Linked DNA regions of Mus musculus: regions 1 and 2 are each linked to region 3. Evidence: chromatin contacts called from public capture Hi-C and promoter capture Hi-C data. All regions are on one chromosome and are shown on one strand. The core of a region is the stretch at or near the end of the contact, and the rest is flanking DNA. Distances in the headings are between cores, read along the strand shown.

Region 1 (2,700 bases), core at 83-2,582, 200 kb before region 3:
TCGCAAGGGCGGAGCAAGAAAACTGGGTATGACTCTAAGGATCATTGCGGTTAGCTGACACAAAGAGAATGAACAGCGAGGAAAGATGAGAACAGAGGCCCTACTGCCCTCGCAACATTCTTTTTAGCTCCAGACTCACTCTTATACAGTCCCTAGCTCCTCAAGGGTATCCCCTGCTCCCCACCACAGGGCTCCTCTCCAGTGCAGAAATGGAAGGCATGCTGACCCTTAGGCTCTGGGGTAGTTTCCACTCCCTGGGGCGGTTAACTGCATCTCTCCGCAGATGTCTCTCCTTTCCTATACCTTCTAGCTCAGTCGCATCCTAGAGGGTAGTAGAAGGTGGGTAGGGAAAGTCTGGGTGGTTCCTGTGTTCCCACCCTTGGCTAACAGCCCAGTTGCGCAGGGTGCAGCTGGTCTGTGGCGAGGAGGGAGGCAATCCTAGACTTTCGGAAATGGGGATTGGTGTTTCACACGAGGACATTTGTTGAAATCTAAGAAAGTGGTAATTGTCCAGAGCGATTTTAGGGCTTGGGAGCCGGTTGCTGTAGGAAAATATGTCTCACAGGTGGGGGTGGGGTGGGGTGGGGTGGGGTGGGGAGACTGGAGTGGGAAGTGCAAGGTGTGGGGGAGGGTCGGGGAGCTGAAGTGGTGGACCACCTGGTGGGCGGAGCCAAGTGTTGAGGATAATGGACCTGTCGCCTGGATTGGGTTACTGTTAGGGTACGCGGAAAGATCTTGGAATGTCTCCTAGGGGCTCCCTGCCTGGATTCTGGATTCTTAAAGCTCAGAGCCAGGTGCCCTGGTCAGCAGGTCCAGGCGCCGAGGCTAGCCAACCCCTCCTGAGACTAACCTCGTGCTTCTGGTTTCTACTTGCTTCACAGGCTCTGAGTCACCGTTGAAGCTGGCACTGGTGGGCGCCCAGCCTCAGAAAGTAGGATTTAAGAGTCTTGGGCCTGGTGCCCCAGGACCCAGGGTATCCGGCACGCCCCTTTCCTAGGATGCAGGCTCCCAGGTACATTCCCTGATTCGGCCCCCTTCCGTTTATTCGGCCTCTGCTCTAAAGACCCCAGCGCCCTTCTTGTCCTCCCTTCCCAACTCACGAAAACCTCCTTACCCAGAGCTTTTAGCATTTCCTCAAAGTTTTCCGATCGGATGATCTTCCAGTTGCCAGAAAAGTTAGGCATAGTGGCAGCAAGGTGGCTTTCTCTTTAGATCTTCAACTAGAACACTGGACGCTGAGTCCTTTAGGCTAAAGATACTTTGCTGTCTCCTTTGCAGAACAGATCCTTCCACCTGGGGACCAAGCCGCGTGGAGGACAATTGCACAGCCGCTGGGCGCCAGAGCTCTAGGCTTTTATACCCAGCTGGTGCATGAGGCGGCCCCGCCCCCGCCCCGCCTTCCACACCACCTGGGGGCCCTGCTCTGTGACCACTTCACCCCCATCCTTTCCGGAATCCCTCCTGTTTCTAGAAATGTGGGTGGGTCCAGGGTTCTCCAAGAGCCAAGATACCCTTCTCCCGCATCAGTAGGCGGACCGAGAAGCGTCAGAAGGCAAGAACGGGGTTTGTGCCTCTGGCAAGAACAGGGCACGGCTCTCGCCTGGGTCACGGATGCTCTCTCGGCCTGCAGGGCGAACACAGGTCCCGTTTCACCAGTTCCCTAGTAGTTCTCTACCAGATTTGGTGCTCTGGACAGCTCAGCTCCAGGCATCCGGAGACCCCACTAGCGCAAGAATTGTCCCCCCCCCCCCCCCCCGGCAACCGGCAGTCGAAATGGACTCAATGAAACAGCTCGGAATTCAAGCGTTCTTTTGGGTGACAGGGAGGTGCTGCTCTGTCCTCCACCCCTTGACTCAGCTCTGGGTTCAAGTAGTGCCTGGGGACGCCTGAAGTGAGCACAAGGCAACTCATTCATTCCTCTCCAAGCCCTGGACGGACAATGAAGGGTTAAGCAGGAGCCCCCGGCTCGAGGCTAGAAGGGCAGAGGTCACAGCCAATCACTTGACACGACTCTTTTATTAAGGCGCTTTCTCGGTGGCTACGCTTCCCTGGGCCCCCTGGGCCACAAGGAGGGGGAGAAAGACGCCAAGCGCCCCCCACCACCCCCCACCCCCACCCCGCGGCTTGCCGCGTTGCCTCCGGGGTTGGGGGAAGGCTGACTGTGTGGGGAGGGGGTGGGTCTGAGACGTCCCTATCTAGAGCTGAAAGTGCGGTGAATCAGCCTCTCCGAGGCTGATTTTTACGTGGGTGAAACCCTAGTGGAAAGACAGCGAGACAGCAGAAAGGACAGGAGCGGCCTCGGAGGCACGCGGGTAACCCAAAGCCAGAAACAACGTTGCTCTGTGCTGGAGCTACAAGTGTTTGCCCTTTCTTTGGCATTCGCCCTCAGTCTCCCGGGGCTATCCCCGTAGTCCCCTCAGGATCTCAAACAAGGTCCCTGCCTGGCCCCTTCTCATCTAGGTGGCCAAGGTTGGAACAGGCAGCCCTGACCTGGTGAACTGGGGACTTGGCAGGCTTTGGTTGGGGAGTGGAACTGAGCTGAGGACAGGGCCTGAAGGATTAACCTCACTCAGAGGCCAGACAGTGTCACTCGAGTCAGGTCTTCATCGAGGCAATCCCGAATAATGGGGTGTGGAAAACTTGAGAGGATGAGGGAGGAAGGCTGCCTCTCAGAAGGGCCTCTGGATCGCCGCTCTCCCC
Region 2 (2,700 bases), core at 65-2,564, 130 kb after region 3:
AGCCAGGCAAACACAACACTTCCCCCCCAGTCATTTTAATAAGTGTTGGAAAAAAAAAATCCTCAATTATTTAAACATACCTGTCTATACTATGGGGCAACCGTATGCTCATGGTTTCTCCGTGTCTCCACAGTTCTGGAATCCTGTAGTTTCTTTGGGCGTCTTGATCAGGCCTGAGTCCCTTGCAATTTTGAAGGAAGGTGAGAGGAAGGCCTCCCAAGTTGAAGACTGAATCCTTGTTTCTTCCAGCTGTCAGGACCCTGGTAACTGCAGTGCTATTCTGCTTCTATCGGTTAACATGGTCTCCTCCTTCCTTCACCCTTAACCTTCCCCTCCCTCGTCTTAAAAAAGAAAATGAAAAGAAAAAAAGAGAGGAAAAACTATGACCTTCTTAGAAACCAAACTGTTAACCACAAATCTCTTCAAGGTTAGCCCTACGGGCTAAAAACTGAACCACAGAAAGAATCTGACTTCAAAATATCAGTCTTAGTTGCAGACAGATAAAAGCCATCCTTTCAATCCAGTTTCCCCAGCTGTCCTTCTGTTGACAGGGAAGCCTTAAGCTCCAAAGGTTGAAAAAAAAAATCTCTGGTTTCCAAATGCTTAAAATGCCAACAGCAGAATTATTCCAGGGAAGGAAAAACAAAAACAAAACAAAACAAAACAAAAAGGCTGAACAAATCCGAAATGGCACTTGGGAGAAAAATCTTCCAGACGATTTGCACAGTTAAAATAAATAAAACCACACAGCAGTATGTACACAACACGGTCCAGTGCAGCCCTGGGAAGCAAAATTTGCGGATTTCTTTTAAAAATCAAAACAAAACAACCATCTTCTTCTACAGTAAAGGTTTTTGAATTCTGAAATGAACCAATTGTGCAGACACACACACAACAATCACAAAACACCTGAAGCGCAATGCTTTCTACCTTCAAAACGGTAGCATTGGCCAAACCCCCAGGAAATCTTAAACCTTCTTTTCCCTTTCGACTTGCAGGTTCCTCCACCTAACCCAGCCTCAGATCGGCCTTTTTCTCAGACAATTTCCTCAGTCAGCTCTGTGTGCTCCAGCACGTCCAGGCTCCGAAAGTCTCTCTCGCCGCAGCGCTCTGGAGCGGTAGTCCCGCTTCCCCCTCGCCCGCCGATCGTGTCCGGCGACCCGCTCCTAGTATTGTTGCGGCTCGGTTAGGGCCAGGGCGCCCTCCACAGCGGCGCGGAGAGCCCGGGCCGCGGCCTCGGCCTCCGTGCCCACCCGCCCGCCAGCCACAGCCTCCCCGCTCGGCCGCTCCCGGCGTCCGCGTCGCGGCCGCTGCGCTTCCGGCCCCGCCCCCGCGCGCGCTCGCTCGCTAAGGCCAAGCCCGCTGCCGCCGGCCGGCTCCGCCCCACCCCCGCTCCGCCCCGCCCCGCCACCGCCCCGCCTCGCCCCGCCTCGCCACAGCCCCGCCACGGCGGACTCCGCTCGCCCGGGCCGGCCGCTGGCTCCTCCTTGGCGCCGCCCGCCCTTTCACAGCCCCGCGCGCCCCCGGTCCGCGCGCTGCGGCCTAGCTGCTCCCGGTGCTGCTGTCCCAGAGACTCGACCTTTGTTTCCGCAGTGTCCGCTGGCCGCGCCTCTGTCTGCGCTCTCGCTGCGGTCCCGTCCTCCTCTGCCCGTTTTCACTCATTTGTCGCGCTCCTTTCCAAGTTACCAGGAACCCTCTTAGCTGTGCCCTCGCCCCTCTGAGCACCCACCGTCTCTCCCCTCGCGGCTGTACTCGATTTAGCTTGGGTATCTTGTATGGCTCTGCCTTTTAATTTCAATGCAAAAGCCTTTGCAGGGCAATGTTATTTCGATGACACACACCCCCTTCGTGAAATCACGGTTTCTAAATCTCTTCAAGTAACTGTCGGAAGTCAGAAGTAAAGATTGAAGTAAAAAGGAGACTTTTCCAGTACAGGTTGATGAATACACTTTGTTATTTTGTGTGTGTGTGTGTGTAATATGTGACTTCCTGGTGAGACCAGACATCTGTTAACATTAGATAGTGCACCAACAGTTTTACTGAAGCCTGTTCTCAACAGCCAGTGGATTTATTGGGGTTACTTCTAGGAGTACAAACCCCTAAAGGCAGAGGCACCAGCAAAAACCCATCTCCGCATGGATGAGGACGGTGGACTACTGACCTCTACCACTAGAGCTATTGGAGTTGATATTGTTTCTATAACCGTGGGGAGCAGCACTGTGACTCTTGAAACAACTTCTTGAAATTTCTGAGTGCTTGCCATCTGAACCTTAACAATTGCTGCGCTCTTCCACAGGTGTGCTTGTGGAGCCCAGAGGACAAGTGTGGGTGGCATTCTTCCTCAAATGCCAAACAACCTCACCCCTTCTCTGGAGCCTGGTCTCTCTCCACAGCCCCAGCTTGCTGAGTAGGCCAAGAATGGCTGGTGAGTAAGTGCCACCCTCTTACCCTTCTCAGCATTGTGAGAGCAAGTTCACAGCCACCCAAACTCAGCCTCTTTATGTGTGTTCTAGGGGGTTGCTGGGTAGCAGTTTCCACTCAGAACCTTCTCTCTTGGAGAGAAATCCTATAAGACATAGGATATGAAAAGGGAAGCGAAACATATTTTTTAGGCAAAATGTTCGAAGGAGAGGTAAAACATGCTATCCCGTGGAGAAGCTCCTTCAGACAGGAAGTACAAACTCAAAACAGCTTCAGAAG
Region 3 (2,700 bases), core at 70-2,569:
CAGAATGTTGTTGTACAAGTGTGATTTTAGATCGATTTTTTTTAAAAGTATGTGTTGGGTACCTTTTCTGTGTGTATGCTCAGGCAGGCTGTGTGTGTCTCTAGTTGGCTTTAGAGGGAGTCAGGTATAGGTTCTGCCTTCTGCACTTTCCATCTTATCTAGTAGTCAGCTTCCAAGCTTAACTAGTTAGAGCTCCACCAGCAGCAGGCCCTAACTACCTGCCTGCCCTTCACCCAGTAATCCTCCATGTCTTTGCTCAGAGGATTGCTCCCCGACTCTGGTGTTTGTCCTCCTGGTACGCCTTGACGGTCCTGCAGTCTCCCTTTCCCGTCTCGCTTCATTCTTTCCCAGAATGAAGGCTGTCTGCCACCCTACTTCCCAGCCCAGGAATTGGCACATCTAAGTTCAGCCTTCCTAAGTTACCCGTTGAGTCCTGCTTGCCCTTCACATATTCCACAGAACACCCACCCCACATCTGCTTCATAGCTACTCTCTTCTCCACGTACCCACAGAAGGCAGAAGTGGTACCAGGCAAGAAGATGGGATTGTTGCATTTTGTTTTGTTTTTGAGACTCTGTCTCACTATGTAGTCCTGGCTGGCCTGGAACTCAAGAGCTCTGCTTGCCTCTGCCTCTTGAGTGCTGGGTTTAACGGCTCAGGGTCACATGCACAGCTCAAGCTGCACTCCGATGTGCTTTCCCCTGTTGCTAGATTAGCGTCTGCCTCCCCCTAGTGGAGAGGCTGATCGCCAGCTCTCTGATGCAGGACTCTGGTGTTTAGGCTCACTCACTATTGGTTTCCTTGGCACAGGGTAGTCACTCAATAAATGTTCCTCTAAAAGCTGAGTGGCTGAATCAAAGTACCAGCAATACCGTGTCCCCAGTGTCCCCCAGAGCCTAGTTTGGAGCTCTCCTCAGAGATAGAGTCTCAGCAGAGAGCAGCATCCGTGCTGCTGTGGTACTGAATGAGGAGCCAAGCAACTCAAAGGGGCCCGGGATGGCGAAATGGTAAAGATGGGACCTCCTAGATCAAACCAGCAGACAAGCCTCCAGACCTCCAGGGAGCTGAGGAGAGCTGGCAAAGAACTCAGCATAGCCCGAGCCCTTACCACTTGGGCCCTTCACAAGGCACTCTCTCTCCCCTACAACCTTCTAGCTCAGTGCGTTGTCCTCTCCCCCCACAACCTCCTCTGCGAGTACAGAGAGTACAGACCATTAGGGCCCTAGCTGCACTGCCCTAGATTCCACGCATCTATGCCCTACGCCTAGCCACGCCCACTGGCTCTGGCTCTGGCAGAGTCAGGGGCCTCCACGTGCACTCTTTGCCCGTTGCTCCGGCCACAGCCCCACCCAATCAGGCTGGGTTGCCCTGGAGAGGGCAGTCGCGGAGTCGCTTGGCTGAGTGGAGATCCTAGGGGTGAGGCCCACAGAGTCCCGTTTCATCTTGCCTCTCACTCGAGGGGTCCAAAAGCACCCCTATGTCAAGTGAGCCAAGCACTACAGGGACCTCACCCAGGACTCCGCGTCCTGGGGCCCAGAAGTCATCCGGAGCAGTAACCAAGAAGGGGGATCGGGCTGCTAAAGATAAGACAGCAAGCACCCTGCCCCCGGTGGGAGAGGACGAGCCAAAAAATCCGGGTATGCTGGCGGGGCAGGGCTGGATTAATTGGACTTGACGTTTTCTTTTTTTTTCTTTTTTAAAATTAAAACTGGTCAGCAACTTGCTCTACAGACTAGGCTGACCCCGAACTCAGAGGTCTACCTATCTCCTCCGAGATCAAATGTGGATCAGCACATCCCACCTCCTCAGGGGTTGGTCTTAAAGAGTACACATTGCCTGGGGAAGCTGACGTGCACTGTAAGATGTGACAAGATAGGTCAAAGAAGGCTGAGGCAGTGGTGAGAAGATCCCGTGGGGCTGTGGGAAGGTTTAGGAACACAGCTCTATGGATATTCATTTAGACAACAGTTACTTTTGAGTGTCTTCTCTGTGGCCATGGTCACAGTTGTGCTTTGGCACGCTTAAAGAAAACTATTAAAGTTGGATTAACAGGACCATTGCTTCTCATGTTGCAAGGGACAGAACTCAGTTTGAACCAATTAAGCACAAAAGGGAATGTATCAGAAGGCATCTTGATACAAATTCGATGCTTTTGTTATTAAAGAGGGTCAGGACCCCGTTTTCCTTGCAATGGAAATAAAACACTGGGAAAAGATGCTGCCGGTCTGCCTTTTGCCAGGTGCTGTTTTCCTGTCAGCGCTAGTGCCCAGGGATAGGCAGGGTATAAGGAACTGGAGAAAAAGCATCTTTCATAGGGAAGACAGATAGGCCAGGGTTTGCTGGGCACAGAAAGCCCACACACATACTTGTGATCCCAGCACTCGGGGTACTGAGGCAGGAGGCACTAAGTTCCTTATAGAACAATACATCAAGACAGTGTGACCCAAGGGAGTAAAAGAGAAAAAGAAACGCTGGCTGTGCATGGAGGAGATGGGAAACAGAGATAGGGGCAGCAGAAAGGTGAGTGTGACTCTGAGTAGCCCAGTCCAGGGACGGTGATCATCGGCACAGGACAGTGAAGGTTTGAGAGGGTGTGTTAGGCTCCTGGGAGATGGAGTTGGTGAAGGATGAGGGGGATGGAGAGTCACCCTGCACTGCATGACCGAGTCCCAGGTTTCTAGCCTGGGATGCTAGCTGGGT

Evidence for each region. Promoter capture Hi-C pulls out the DNA fragments that hold promoters and counts their contacts. Capture Hi-C pulls out chosen DNA fragments and counts their contacts.
Region 1: a contact with region 3 is called in a capture Hi-C map of embryonic stem cells, with 2.3 times the contacts expected there. The contact joins the promoter of Crabp2 here to the promoter of Lrrc71 in region 3. A contact is called at or near these places in 1 of 39 promoter capture datasets (3T3-L1-derived adipocytes), 1 of 15 datasets of contacts at CTCF or cohesin (embryonic stem cells), 1 of 115 datasets of contacts at active chromatin or transcription factors (embryonic stem cells) and 3 of 9 other capture datasets (embryonic stem cells, liver and pancreatic islet).
Region 2: a contact with region 3 is called in a promoter capture Hi-C map of embryonic stem cells, with 5 times the contacts expected there. The contact joins the promoter of Arhgef11 here to the promoter of Lrrc71 in region 3. A contact is called at or near these places in 17 of 39 promoter capture datasets (the 3T3-L1 cell line, 3T3-L1-derived adipocytes, the C10 cell line and 11 more), 3 of 484 Hi-C or Micro-C datasets (the N1E-115 cell line, brown adipocytes and embryonic stem cells), 3 of 115 datasets of contacts at active chromatin or transcription factors (acute myeloid leukemia, memory CD8 T cells and stem cell-derived neural progenitor cells) and 3 of 9 other capture datasets (adipose tissue, liver and pancreatic islet).

What each region holds. Positions count from the first base shown.
Region 1 is chr3:87,947,325-87,950,024 of GRCm38.p6, reverse strand. It overlaps Crabp2 (cellular retinoic acid binding protein II), which reads right to left and starts at 1,332. Exons shown (of 4, transcript NM_007759.2): 1 at 1,115-1,332. The coding sequence starts at 1,184.
Region 2 is chr3:87,616,173-87,618,872 of GRCm38.p6, reverse strand. Arhgef11 (Rho guanine nucleotide exchange factor (GEF) 11) reads right to left here and starts at 1,314. Exons shown (of 40, transcript NM_001003912.2): 1 at 81-1,314. The coding sequence starts at 112.
Region 3 is chr3:87,747,242-87,749,941 of GRCm38.p6, reverse strand. Lrrc71 (leucine rich repeat containing 71) reads left to right here and starts at 1,319. Exons shown (of 15, transcript NM_028971.1): 1 at 1,319-1,637. The coding sequence starts at 1,478. It overlaps Pear1 (platelet endothelial aggregation receptor 1), which reads left to right. Exons shown (of 25, transcript NM_152799.2): 25 at 1-845.